Linked DNA regions of Anas platyrhynchos: region 1 is linked to region 2. The links are chromatin contacts, called in public Hi-C maps. All regions are on one chromosome and are shown on one strand. The core of a region is the stretch at or near the end of the contact, and the rest is flanking DNA. Distances in the headings are between cores, read along the strand shown.

What was found. A called contact is a pair of places that touch in the nucleus more often than the background predicts.
Region 1: a Hi-C map of subcutaneous adipose tissue shows a contact between it and region 2, with 1.6 times the contacts expected there. The contact joins the promoter of FGGY here to the promoter of JUN in region 2. A contact is called at or near these places in 3 of 8 Hi-C or Micro-C datasets (liver, skeletal muscle and subcutaneous adipose tissue).

Annotation. Positions count from the first base shown.
Region 1 is chr8:35,826,778-35,833,954 of IASCAAS_PekinDuck_T2T, forward strand. FGGY (FGGY carbohydrate kinase domain containing) reads left to right here and starts at 1,842. Exons shown (of 17, transcript XM_027462681.3): 1 at 1,842-1,995.
Region 2 is chr8:35,682,710-35,689,503 of IASCAAS_PekinDuck_T2T, forward strand. JUN (Jun proto-oncogene, AP-1 transcription factor subunit) reads right to left here and starts at 4,700. Exons shown (of 1, transcript XM_027462691.3): 1 at 2,886-4,700. The coding sequence starts at 4,507. The coding sequence ends at 3,560. The region is part of intron 3 of LOC113844285 (a long non-coding RNA gene); the gene reads left to right.

The DNA of each region.
Region 1 (7,177 bases), core at 592-3,091, 140 kb after region 2:
ATGTATTTCAAAAATATATATTTTTTTATTTTTTTTCCCCGTATATATTTTTTCCCTATAAATTGGAGATGAAAAACACCTGGATAAACTGAGATACTAGTGTGATATAGATGTAAAAAAGGCAGTGTTGATCCCTGTCTGTAGCTAAAAGCAAGCATAGGAAATTATTATTGCCACTGTGCAAGTCACCAGCAAGACATCACTTTGAACATTATACGTGATGTTGGGCTGTGATCACTCATGTTTAGAAAATACAAATTCTGACTGAAACAAGTGCAGAGAAAGATTATTAGGTAGTCCAAACCTTGCTGCTATGAAAGAAAATGTAAATGGTTAATACATAACTTAGCAAAACAAGGGCTAAGAAGGGATTTAAGCAGTGTGTATAAATACACTGTGGGAGGAGAACAAGTGTTATTTGTATTAAAAGAAAGTGTCAGCCAGCTATGAATACACAGAAATCATAAAAATTATTTTTAATGAACAGAGGAATGGGATTCTGGAACAAAACAGTAAAGAAAGAAGATAGTTGGGGGGTGAAGAGCCAGAACTATAAACTGGAGCTCAGTGTGTTTATGGAAGAGTTTACAGGATTTGACTGTCAGGGATGGTAGAGGAACCCTTGTGTCCTTTTCCCTGGTTTCATTTTACTGCTTCTCGGTTGCACAAAACATTTTGGTAAATCCACAGTCACAGCACTTCGTTTTGGATCACTGAACTAACGTGAAACAGCTTGTGTCCATGCACTTTATACTTTCTTTGCGTGGCCCACTCCCCCAGTCAGACCAGTCCTTGCTGCTGCTAATTTTTCCCAAGGGCCAGGTCCCGCATGCCGGGACTGGTCTGACTCAGACCGTGATGTGCACAGCTCAGGACAGAGACATTTGCATCCCGCTACAGGAGGTGCAGACCTCCCGGGGCGCGAAGCAGAGCATGAGAGCACAAACTCCCACGGCGCAGTGAGCTGACTCGGAGTTAAAGCCAGGAGGGTGGTATTTGTTTTTAAACAATCTATTCAAAGCAAAACATTTGGACTAACACAAGGAAGCGATGAATATTTCAGTTCGGGTCTAATGTCCTTTCCCTCCCTGCCTAGATGCAAGGTATCCCCAACGGAAAGTCAATTTTCACAGAGGTTCCAGTTTTGTAAAGTGCTGCTTTCTGTCAGAAAATCATTCCGACGGAAAATTACTAACTGGTGCTAATACGAAGTGACTGGCGAAGGGTTCAAAATGATTCAGTGGCCAAGCTGGAATGAGAACCCACAGCCCCTGACCGCTAACCCTGAGCTCTGACCACGAGACAACACTCATCTTTCCCTGAGCAAGGTTGCTCTCGCAGTATTTCTGCCTGGGCCGAAGTGGGGAAATTCTGGAAATGTTTCAAAAGAGATTTTTGTTCAAAGATTTCCTGACGTGGAAGATGAGGAGGGTATGTGTAGAAACCCTTGGTGGCCCCCTGGGGCCTCTTCAGACGGGCTTGGACATGGCAGCGTGAAGGTTTCCATCCACTCTCCTGAGGTGGGCGATGGAGGAAGGTGTCAGGGCCTGATCCTGTCCCCCATTTTGTGCAAACCTCACATAAACTCAGGGTTTATTCCTCACATCTGGGATTTTTAAAACAACTTTTTAGGTAAAACTCTCAAATGGAGTAACCCCGCACAGAAGGGCTGGCTCACACCTCGCCATCCTGCTTTATCTGTTTTACAAGTGATTATGTATTTATGGTCAAGTTGGGGAATGCTCATTTCAGGCATAACCTTCGGTTTTCTTCCTCGTGTTTATTCTTCCCCCGGCTCTCAGCACAGCTGCTAAAGCGAAACCCTCCAGCACCCTCCTATACGTCTCTGCAGTCCTGTAGGGCACTGGGGCTGCAGCTGAGATCCAGCAAATCCCCTTTAACAAACCGACGAGAGCCAAACCCCTCCCCTGCTGCTGCTTTATTCGCTTGTAAAGAAAAGAGAAGCACGGCTTCCTTTCCGAGGCAGGAGCGCTGGTACGGGCCGAATTCCTCACAGGGCACGGGCGGCCTCGCACACGCCGGAGCTTCGTGAAATGGCCGGGGCCAAGCTCGGCGCAGGGGCCCCCGCACGAAGCAGCCGCGGCCCCCGAAGCCGAGCGGGGGACGCCGGGGCCGCCGCCCCCTCCCTGCCCGCCCTGCCCGGGGCCGGGGGCTGCGGGGGCTGCGGGGGCTGCGGGGCGGCTCCTGCCCGGCAGCGGGCGGCGGTCGGGGCCCGGCCCTGCGGGGACGAGCCGTGCGCGGTGCTCCAGCCCCTGCCCCTGCCCGCCCCCGGGGCGGCGGCCATTAATGGTCGGGGCCCGGCCTCTCTGGAGAGCCGCGGGTTGTTTATTTTATTTATTTATTTTTTAATTTTCTTTCAAGCTGGGGCCGCCCTGCGGCTTGTGCCACGGGAGCTCCCTTCGCTGTGCCCCCGGCCCGCGTTGGCTGAGCATTTAAAGCGTGCTATAACGCTGTTTTATATAACGTTTGTGGGGTTCGTGTGTACCTATGGGGGCATTATAGGATTTACGTGCTGGTCTCCCTGCCCGGCTTCCCCAGCTCTGCTTTTCCTGACGTTTCTCAGAAGCACAGCGTGTATATAAAACCTAAATTAATGAGAATTGGCCTGCCCCTCACAGCCCCTCGGTGCCTACAGGCTGTGGCAGGATTAGGGTGCTGAACACTGGGCAAGGAGGCACCGGAGGGCTCTTGGGGCTCTCATGTCGCCTCCCGTCAATTCTCCTGTCACGGCCCTGCAGCAGGAGGCACCATTTTCTGTGCCGCCAGCCTCTCACTCCTTCACCTGCTTCAGATGTCAGTGCCCAAGTGACCTGGCGTAGGCACACGGGACACGTGCGTCACTCGGTGCTTGCTTAATCCTCCAGATCCCAGGGAGTTCTCCTTAAATGTTTCTTGCCCTTAATGAAGGTGGTGGTTTCCAGGATTGTGTTCCCACTATCCCATTGCTGCCACCGGCGTCCTGTTGCTGCTCGCTTTCCCTGCTGCCTCGTTTCTCCTCTCACAGCTCTGCTTTCTCACACCTTTGCAGGGCCGGCTCCTTTGTGTCACCTCTCTGGACACTTGTCCCGGTATTCTCGTAAAGCTGGGGGGCTGGCAGGGCGCCCACCCCAGTAACCTGATGGAGTTTACTCGTGCTGCGTGCCTCACGAGTGACGTGCCCGGCACCAGCCAGGAACCGGTGACCTTGCGGATTCTTCTCTCTTGAGGTGCCTGCGACTTGACAGATAGTTTAATAAATTTAGCAACAGTGCTTCTTCTCTGGAGAACACTTAAGAAACAAGTGTCAGGGAAGGAGAGGAGAGGACTCTCTTTCCTCAGAGGAGCTGGGAAAGTAGTAAACACACGTTACGTGGAGGTGGTCTTCTCATTTTTCATCCCCATGTATTCCCTTATCCTGGAAGACCGTCTGCTTAATTTATTGAAATTAACTTGTTTCTAAATGTATTGAAATACAGTACTGAAATGTACTGTAATTTGAGGTGTCTTAAATATTAATAACCCACTTTTCTACATGATTCTATGCTGGGATATGGCAAAAAAGTTGTCTTTTTTTTTTTCCTCTTGGAAGGGGTGACGGGAATAGGAGGATGGAAACGGAAAGCAGGGGGGATTGGATTCTTGAAGGTTCAGCTGTTCCCAGCTGTAAGAATTGGGGTAGAAACTAATTTATAGTGTCAGGAGAGACTAAATAAACTAGGAATAGGCTGGAAAGTTTTTGTGTGTATTCTTAGCAACTTTTTTTTTGCTCTGTTGTGTGTTTCTTACAGGGATGCACATAAGTTATAATCTAAAAATGTTAATTCTTTTGAATCATCCAAAATAAGTGTTCTCATACATTTTGTTTCTTTTCATTTCCTCAGTAAGTCTGTGTTCTGTCTTCCCATAAGCTCTCATTTAAGCCTTCTTTTGTTTCTGTTAGAGGCAGCTGTGCTACCTGAGAACCAGTAGGTTTGCAGGAGAGGATCAGAATAGCTCTCCTCTGTCCTGGTTTGTATCTTGTGTTTTTCTAATCACCCATGTTGAAATTTTTCCCTTGTACTGGAATAGTGAAGTTTCTCGTATGCAAAACCAACACTAGTGGCACAGTCTCAGTAGAAATGTGTTTCAGAGTTTTATTTTCAGAGGGAAATCTCTGCCTAGCATTGTCTATTTTTTGGCTCTTGTTAATGCCTTCAGGTTGGTGTCTTGAGCTGCCTACCGTTTGCCCTCTGCATTTCCACTTGTGAAAGAAAAAGTACTGAGACCGTTCATAAAATAAAATTGGAAAATGTGTGACCCTCAGCTGTTTGAGGCAAGCAGGTTTACAAGCTGGTGGCTTCTGGGATGTTTTGAGAAAGTCACCAAAGGAAACTTACAGAGAAGGTTTGGCCTGATACCCATTTAGGCGTGTCTTTGTGGGAGTTTGAAATTATGGGACTGATAGGATCATTAAGAAAGCAGATTTTGCATTTATAAAAAGAAATCAAAAACACCCTCACTCCCCCAAAACTCTGTATGTGGGAAGAAGGAAGATAAGTCACTATTTTGAGATGAACAGATGTGATTCTTTAGAAAGAAATAAAAAAAAAGGTTGTAGACATGTTACCCTTGTATGGCAGATATATCTAGATATCTGATCTATGTGCAGCATTTGTTTCTTTTAGCCTAGCCTCATTTGCTTGTAAGTGGTTGTGACAGGAACTTCAAGGCTAGTAATTTTAGTATTGTAGACCAAATAAATGTTTAATTTTAAAATGACAGATTACGTAGGGTTGTCAGTCCATGCTCTTCCCATGCAAGAGTGAACACATACTGTAGAATAGACTCAGGATTCAGCTTACAGACATGTTTGCTTCTGGGCTGAGCATCTTGATAGAAGTGGTTTACAGCATGTCGTTAAAAATTGATTTCACTATTGCATCTACTACTGGCCTAAGTGTTCCAGTATCTGCCAGGAGTAATTATAGACAGTTGGTTCAGATGTTGCTTAAATGTGTAAGCCTTGATGGGAAAGGCAGTGGATTTCAGCCAAAATGCTAATTTTGATGTTTTGTCATTTCATAACGCTATGAACTCGGAACAAATTATTTTTGTACTGATCTACCGATACGTAATCGCGTGGCTAGGGCCAAGTTCATCCTTGATGTAGCGCTGGGCACTACAAATGTGATTAAAGCTCGAGTATCAGCACTAACCTCAAGCTGACTAGCTCAATATCTGCAGTAGCATAATGGCTCCTGCAGGATTCCAGGTAAGCTTATGTACCCGCCTCTGAAGCTCCTGATACCAAGGCTGGTTTGCTCCATTAATGCAGTTTAAACCTAGTGTGTGTGTGGTTATATGAGCTGTTCATGCCTTTCAAATTGCATTCTGTTCTGCACTATATTTTAAATTTTAAGCATTTTTTTTTCTCGTATTAACATTATTATGCTAGGGGTGCATTTCCTACTTAATTTTTTCTCTATGTTTTTGTTTTAACATAGAAGAGAATAAAAAATACAAACATTACAGTACAGGAATGTGCCCCTTTTACAGCCAATGAACTGATCCTGTTTAACCTGTCCAGAGGGGGTTAGGTTAGAGTGACAGATAGATATGAATAGAAAGAAGATAAGAATAGAAAGATCTTCCTTCACATTACGTTGAAAAGGATCAACCACTGGGATCGATAAGTTGTTGTGGAGCCCCATACCTCCTCTGAGTTAGTCGTGAAGCTGTTACAGCTACAATTTATGTAATAATCAGATTGTGTTTTTTTCCCCTCACAGTCAGTGTAAAGAAGGATGGCTTCTTTCAGAGCTTCGAGCATTGTGCTGTGTCATCTGGGACACGTTGGATTGCCAGATCATTAGAGCAGCATTTAGGGGGGCATGCAACTGCAGCGTCAAGGAGAGGATGGATCTAAATAGGTTGGTGTGCGTGTATTGTATCCATTAATGTTTTCAGGGTGTGGAGGAGAAAGGGTGCAGCAGTGTACTCTCTTAATTCCTTAGGTTTTCCTGCGTGGGAATTGTGTCTTGGTGTAGAGTGATCAACATTTCCTCTGCTTGACAAGATGTAGATTATGGCAAGCGTTCAAAATCCTGCAGACTTGAGAGTGCACCTGCAACATTTGCAAGTATCAGGAGTCTAATCCTGAACTACTGATGTGGGTGGCAGTTTTGCCACTGACTCCAGTGGTTTCAGGATCACACCCGGCTTTGGAAGTGGTGGTCCCGTCAAAGCAGGACCAAAATATCCCCGGAGAGAATTGGAGCTGCTGGATTTCCCCAGCAGCTTGTGCCTGCAGTCCTCATCTCCATTTTGCGTGTTCCTGTGGCCCTTTGCTCAGCCTTCCCTTTCTCTGAGAGCTCCTGCCTGCAGCTGTTTCCTGCTGTGCTGGTGTTAGACAGTGGAGCAGAGAGGGAGCTGAACTCGCCTTTTATGTGAGCTGTATTTGCAGGCTTGGGAAGAAATGGAGCAGCCCAGTTTTATACTGTCAGGCTGGAAAGTCTTACTGAGGGAGAACCAGTCTGCGTTTGGCCTCTGACTGTGTGTTCTTCTGATGGTTGCAGCAGAGAGCCTCTCAGGGTGCACTGCAGCTGTGTGATGCCTCGCTCCCCCTTCAGAGAAAACCAGGGAGAGCCTTTGGTCTTCTCCAAGCACACAGTTGGGAGGAGCTCCTGGATTCCTCTGTTTGACACCCTGTGAGGGCCAACGTGCTGGGCATTGCCTGCAGGTTGAAATCCCTGACCTTTCAGAGGTGCCTCCATGCCCCCGAGCAGCACCTCTCTGCTCCTCTCAGTGACCACCAACACGTTATTTGTCTTTGGTGAGCGTATGTGAGCAGTACCTCGGCGTGCCCAAAGCTGCCTGGGGCTCGTTAGGTGCTATTTATTAGCTATTACTATCATCTTGTAGTACTTACTGACACATCTGTGACCAAGCCATCTGGTCAGAGAGCAGAAATACGTATTTTGGTGGATCTGACCACCTTACACCTGGGTTTCACTCATCGCCTATGGTCTGTAGATAGCAGCAAGCCTTTTGGGGGCAATTCGGGGTGCTGATGGTGTCGTGGCTGCATTGAGCAGGTAGATATGAAACGACTGCTTCGTGTAACTCAGGAAGTTGGGCACATCAAACAAAGCCAGCAGGTTTCTGAACTGGCTTGCTTCAAACATCTGAAAGGACATTT
Region 2 (6,794 bases), core at 3,450-5,949:
ACAGAGAAGGCACGAGGGGCGATATTAAAGATAAATGCTCCCTAGGCTTCTGCATGGGACAGAACAGCCAGTCTGTTTTCTACTCTGCGGTTGGTGACAGGTTCCTGTAAAACAGAAAGGTAGCCAAGGCATCTCTTGGCTGTTGGGCTTTGCCATGAGGTGGGCAGGCGCTGCCTTAGGCTGGTACTGAAGTGCCATGGTTTGAGGTCAGACCTGCAGAGAATCGGGCGATTCAGCACCGAAGGGCTCTGCTGCTGTGCTCTGGGGCTAAAACTGGCTGGTACGCAACTCTGTGCCACTAGAATAAGTTGGCTTGTTACTGCCGTTTCTGGAATGGCAAGTAATTTGGATTTAAAAGTATTCTGCAGTAATCATGGTCAAACCCCCAGTGCAGCTCACCTCTGCTCCTGGGACAGAAGTGTGCCGTTGTTAGCACAGACCCAAATTCTAATTAATATCTCCGTAACCCAAACATGTTGTTCTGATTAGCCGCTCTTTGCCTAGGCATTTCTGCGCAGCCTGCCCTGTTTGAAACCCTGCCTTTTTCTGACTTCACTTCCTGAATCCGTTGACAACACTCACAGCCAAACAAAATACATGTTCACAATGCTGTTATTTGCAAAATATTCCCTTGTGAGTACAGCTGGGGCAACAAAAAGAGAGTTTCTCTCTAAATCTCAAAGAGAGCTGACTTTTCCTTATAAAAGCGAGGCGCACAATGCATTAGGCAATTTTAATCTCGAGTTAAGTAGGTGTTAAAACTTTACATTTCACCACATATAAACGCACGCATGTCTTTCATTACAGTCATGTGTATTGATTACCCAGCGATCTGGTAATATGCGAAGAGCGCTGGATTTTAATCTCTGCTGAAGGGAACCAAACCAGGCAGCAGCGGGCTCGCAGCCCATCACGCTGTGTACAAAACAGCCGGAGGCGATGCCAACTTTCTTTGCCTTGTCTCGGGCCTGATCCTGACACAAGGGCTAAGAAAGCATCTGTGCTCTGGTGCCCCTCATCTCCTTGTGGACGTTGGGGACCAAAACCCACCTTGCTTGATGGCAGATTCTCTGCGGGGCTGGATGGAGCCCAGCAGCCCTGCTACTTGCTGATGTCGTGCTGGTGCCACGGAGCGTCGTGCTGGAGAGGGACGGGACGGAACCGCACCGCCAAGTGTCTGTGCGCGCGTTAGGACGGGGTGGAGCCGACTGTCACTCAGCTGTGTTTAATTAACATAGTATTTTATATAATGTATTTATTTTTTTGCGTAATTAGGTGATTAAGCAAAATGCTTGCTAGTAACATCTATTCCATAACCCAGCACTGTTGAGTTAAGCAGGCACCTTTGCAGGTAATTAATCTCCTTGCCCTGCTTATTTTGCTAGTTGGCACTTGCTAAATCCCTGTAAAACCACACCCAGCAGTGCTGTGTATTATCCCTCTGCTGTCTATTCCTACATATGGTCAAAATCAACTTACCTTCCGGGTTGCTGACATCAGCAAAATGTACTCTTGGCAAACTGCAGTATCCTCCTAGTAACCCTTTGTTTGGTTGGTGTTGTTACAAGCCTATTCCTCTGGCAGCAGCAAACAGCATCTGAACGCTCGCCTACCTTGACACTTGGGCTGCGACGTGGAAGGATATTACCACCAGACAGCTGAAACAACCCCTCACACGATAAAGTTCATATAAAATGTCCCCTTCCCCCCCCCCCCCCCCCCCCCCCCCCAATTAAATCTGTCAGGAGAGAGAGCTCTGCGCTTCCTGTAAGGAACTGCTCTCTGGACACACAGTAGCTGCAAGTTTCAGGGTATCATTTTGGTAACAGTAAAGGTAAACATACACAGTTATCTAGTCATTTGGAGAAGTGACTTTAAGCAAGACTCACTTCTGTTGAAATTATGCCTATCTGTATTTTAAGGAGAAAAAAAAAAAAAAAACAACATTAAGACTGCCTACCCTGAAAAGTTAATATTGTTACTTCTATAATAACTTTTACTATTTTCTGCCTATCTTTTGATAGGCATCTTTTTCCTCTTACTTCTTTGGCCATCAAGCAGGAAAACATCTGCTCTCCCCTCAAGTATATATTTGTGAAACAGGTACAGTGTTCTGAAAAATCCGGCACCGAGATCATTTCCCCAAAGAGTTCAGTAGTATGTGTCTAAGGTATATATTTACATCATTGTACTAAAAACCAGACTAAGCTTTTATTTAAACTACATGGGAAGTGCCAGAAAAGTTCCTCTCTTGTCTTTTCATTTCCTGCCAGGCAGTTTTCCCAGCTTTCCTAGTGCTAAAAAGTTTCAGAGTTGCAGTAACACCTGAAGGGAAGGGATTTCAAGGTACAGAGAGTTACAAAGTTATTTACTGCTGACAACAGCATTGTCACAAATATTAACAAAGATTCTCTCTTACCTTGGAAAGAGCATGTAGCCATAAAGGTGACCATTCCTGAAGTTTTGAGGTTTGTTGTTTTTTAAAGAAAACAAACACAGCCTCTTGCCTGATCCTGCTGAGGGCATTAACTTAATGAGAGGCAGGCAGGAGCACAAGCAGCCGCTACGAGTTGTGGAGCAGCTTCCCACAGCGGCCGCCCCTCTGCGCTCTGCTTGGAGTTCAAGTCAGCTGCCTCAGCCGGGCCACCGGGATACAGCAGGCGATCCGCTCAGGTTAAGATTAGTAACTACAACTTCAAGACAAGTCAAAAAGTTGTATTTGTGTAGCGCCCGGGATCTGGTTTCCCCCCCCTCTCCTCCTCACACGTTCTCCAGGACATGCCTGTAGTTACAGAGTAAATTTAACATAATCCCTGCCCTTTAGAGTTCAGCATAAAGGGCATTTTCCCAACTCAGGTACTGGCAAAAAAAGTGTGAGGAGGAAATGCATTTTAAGTATTTTATTTTTTTCTTAAATATAATAGAACCTTCTAGATTTTTTTTTCCAGAAACAGAAACATTAAAAAAATTATACTTTATTACAAATGGTAAACTCAGAGTGCTAAAAAAAAGCCTCTTATTTACAAACAATACTGGGCAGCGCCCAAATAAACAACATAAAAATAACTTACAAAGTCATGAAGTAGTTTATTGACATTAATCAACTTTCATAAAATAAAATAAAAAAAGATATGTACATACACGATTTACTTGAAGGCAGGCAGAACAGTTCTTTTTTGTTTATCAGCCTCCCCACAAAACCTCCCTCCCACTTTTTTTTTTTTCTTAAGGAATACTACATAAAGCAATCTACAGTTTCTATTGCAGTTTAACCTTTAATACTGAATGATCATCGAATGTTAGGTCCATGCAGGTCTTGGTCAATGTTAAACGAAGATCTGACGTCTCTGAGCAGGAACAGCACTTCTCGGAGCGGTGCTGGCTGCTTCGCCAACTCGGGCTGAAGGCTTGCCAGTCTTTCCACACATGCGCTTTGCAGAGCACAGGCAGGACTCAGCCTTTCAGCTCTTACCATCAGCTTCACGCATCTGCCGCTTCGGGTCTGTCGTTGAGTTATACCACAATATCACAGTTCGCGTTTTTTTTAAAGCCAGTCTCTTCAAAACGTTTGCAACTGTTGTGTGAGCATTAGCTGGCACCCGCTGTTGACATGGTTCATGACCTTCTGCTTAAGCTGTGCAACCTGTTCTCTGAGCATGTTGGCAGTGGATGCCAGCTCTGAGTTCTGGGCTTTCAAAGTTTTCACTTTTTCCTCCAACCTGGCAATCCTTTCCAACTTCCTTTTCCGGCACTTGGACGCGGCGATCCTGTTTCTCATGCGCTTTCGCTCGGCTTTGATTCTCTCCTGCGACTCCATGTCGATGGGGGACAGCGGAGGGGTCTCCCCCGGCATCTCGGGGACAGTCTGCGGCTCCTCCTTCAGAGCCTGGAGCCTGGGGTGCTGCACGGGCATCTGGGCGTTCAGGTGGTGCTGCGGCGCGTAGCCCATGCCGTTGGCGTTGTAGCCGGGCGCCGAGCTGAGCGCGTTGGGGTTGAAGTTGCTGAGGTTGGCGTAGACGGGGGGCTCGCTGTGCAGGCCGGCGTTGAAGCTCCCACCCCCACCGGCCATGGAGGACACAGGTGCCATGCCCCCGCTGACGGGCTGCGCGGCCGAGGTGACGCTGGGCAGCGTGTTCTGGTTGTGCAGCTCGGCCAGCGCCCGCACGAAGCCCTCGGCGAAGCCCTCCTGCTCGTCCGTCACGTTCTTGGGGCAGAGGAACTGCGTGGGGGTCGGCGTGGTGGTGATCAGCCCGTTGCTCGACTGGATGATCAGGCGCTCCAGCTCGGGCGAGGCCAGCTTCAGCAGGCCCACGTCGGGCGAGGTGAGCAGCTCGGCGCTCTTGTTCCGCAGGTGCGGCTTCAGGTTGCTGCCGGGGTCGGCCAGGTTGAGCGTCATGCTCTGCTTCAGCACCTTGGCGTTATTGTATCCGTACCCGCCGCTCTCCGGCGGCGCGTAGCCGCCGCTCAGCGCGTCCTCGTAGAACGTCGGCTCCATCTTCGCGCTCATAGAACGCAGCCGGGAGCGCAGCCTCACCCGCAGCCCGCCCGGCCGGGCCGCTGCTCTCCCTCCTCACCGCTCCCTCACGGTCCCCTCACGGCTCCCTCACGGTCCCCGCGCGGTCTCCTCACAGCGCCCGGCCCCGCGCTGCCGCTGCTGCTTCCCCCGCCCGCCCGCGCCGCGCTCTGAGCCCTGCTGGCGGCGTGCAGCCCTTGGCTTATCAGCGGCCGGCCGCCGGCTAAAAATAGCCCATGATGTCACCCCGCCGCCTCCCCATTGGCTGCCGCCGCCTCTCCCCGGGGGGGGCGTGGCCCCGGGCCCCGTCGCCATGGCGACCCCGCCCCCTAGAAGCTTCGGAGCGCGCGCGGCCGCGGGGCAGTGTGGGCTGAGGTAATGCGGTGGTGCGGCGCGGGGCACTGTGGGCTGACGTAGTGCGTTTGAATATCTGGTTACCGCCGCCCGCCCGCGCGCCGCGCGGGTTGGACGCCGCCGGGCGCCTCCTCAGCCGGAGCGTACCAACCGCAACGCCTCCACGGGGGGGGAAAAGGGGCACACCGCCTCACTTCTCCCCTCTTTTCCCTTCTTCTCCCTTCTCCTCTCGTCGCCCCGCTGGTTGCAAGGGGCGCGCTGCGAGGTGAAACCGCTCGCACCGCACGGCCTGGGAATTCTTCATAAAAACACCACCCCACCTCCCCCCCCGCCCGCGCCTCCAAGTGGTACAGCCCCCAGGCGGCGCTGAGGGGAGGGGGGCGCTCACGTGACTTCCCCGCCGCGCCGCGGCCGCTTCCGGGCAGGGGCCGGGGCGGGCAGCGGGAGGCTCCGCCCACAGCGCGGGGGGGGTGGAGGAGGATGGGGGGGGGGAGGAGGAGGAGGAAGGGGCGCGCGTAATGAAAGCTGTGGGAGCCCTCAGCGGTGCTTAGCGCCTGCTGACGCCTTCCTGGGGTCTGGTGTGAGGCAATTGGGGGGGTCGCAGGGCTCCCTCAGGGGGCTGTGACGGGGATTTGTGCCTGAGGCGGCTCCCCAGCGCCCCGGGTGAGGGGGGAGCCCAGCGGCCCCTCAGCCCCTCGCTGAGGAGGAAACCCGGGAGGAGCGCAGGGCCCGGATCTTCGCTGCAATGAGGCTTCTGAATAAAGATTTTTAAATAAAAAGTTGTTTTTTCCTGGTTGGTGTCGCTTAGCAAGCCGTGGCAAATCGCCCCCTTTGAGTCCCGTGTCCCCTCAGACCAGTAACCCCAACGAGAGCTGTTCAGCCAGCTGTTGGCATCCCAAACTTGCCCGAATTTTGTCTGTTTCCTCTGTGCCTCAGCTCTGTCCTAGAAAGCCGGGCTCAGGAGCACGCTCAGGGCGCCTTTAACCCCTCTGACCCCATAACCACCCGTCCTGCCCAGCCCCACCGGGGTCACCCCAAATCCTTCCTCCCTTCACTGGGCTGGGGACGCTGCTTGAACTCACTTAGCTGGGGAGGGTTTTACCTCTTTTTTTTTTTTTCCTTTAACCCCCCACCCCTTTTAGTTTTTCACTTCCTTTTACAGAAGTGCAGTTTCAGGACCAGACATTCCAGTTTGCCGGAGACGTGTTGCTGCCGAGGCCCCATCGCTGTGGGGGACACCCGTCAGGCCACTCATTACCTTAATTGCTACTCGCTTAGAGGTTACCTGGCCGAGGCTGGCAACAGGCAGCCAGGTCACAGAGGCTGAGCGGAGCAGGAGAGCTCTGAAAGCAAAGATCAGGTTTTGGGTTCCCTGTCCCAGGGTCACCAAGTGCCACAGGGAGTTCATCAGGACTTGGCCCTGTGCTCAGGGGGACAGCGAGCCTTCATGGCCGTTAGCCAGGGAGCTGGGAGTTTTTGGTGACTATGCCCTGATTTATTAATCAGCTATTACTTTAGGGCTCTTACCCCCCCCTTCCTGATGTCCTTAAGTAAATTCTCCTTCAGTGGTACGAAGGAACACTTACCGACCCATCTATAAACCATCGCCATTTACATGTCTCAATAAACTAACTTGTGGGTAGGGACTGGAAATCAGCCCCGTCTCTCCGCTGCTGTGCGAGGCAGATGCTCTGGGCAGCAGTAATGCAGATTTTGATTTATAAAGTTCTCCAATCAATCAATACAAGACCGACTGAGGCAATCAGATAATCTGAATAATTAAATGGCTTTTCAGGGACAAATTAAAATTACTTACGCATGCTACGTCCAGCTAAATTATTTTTGGAGTCCAGGAATAAATAGGTTGGTTGTTTTGTTTCAGGCCTGTATCAAGTGCTCTTGGCTTATTTCTAGACCATTTGGGAAA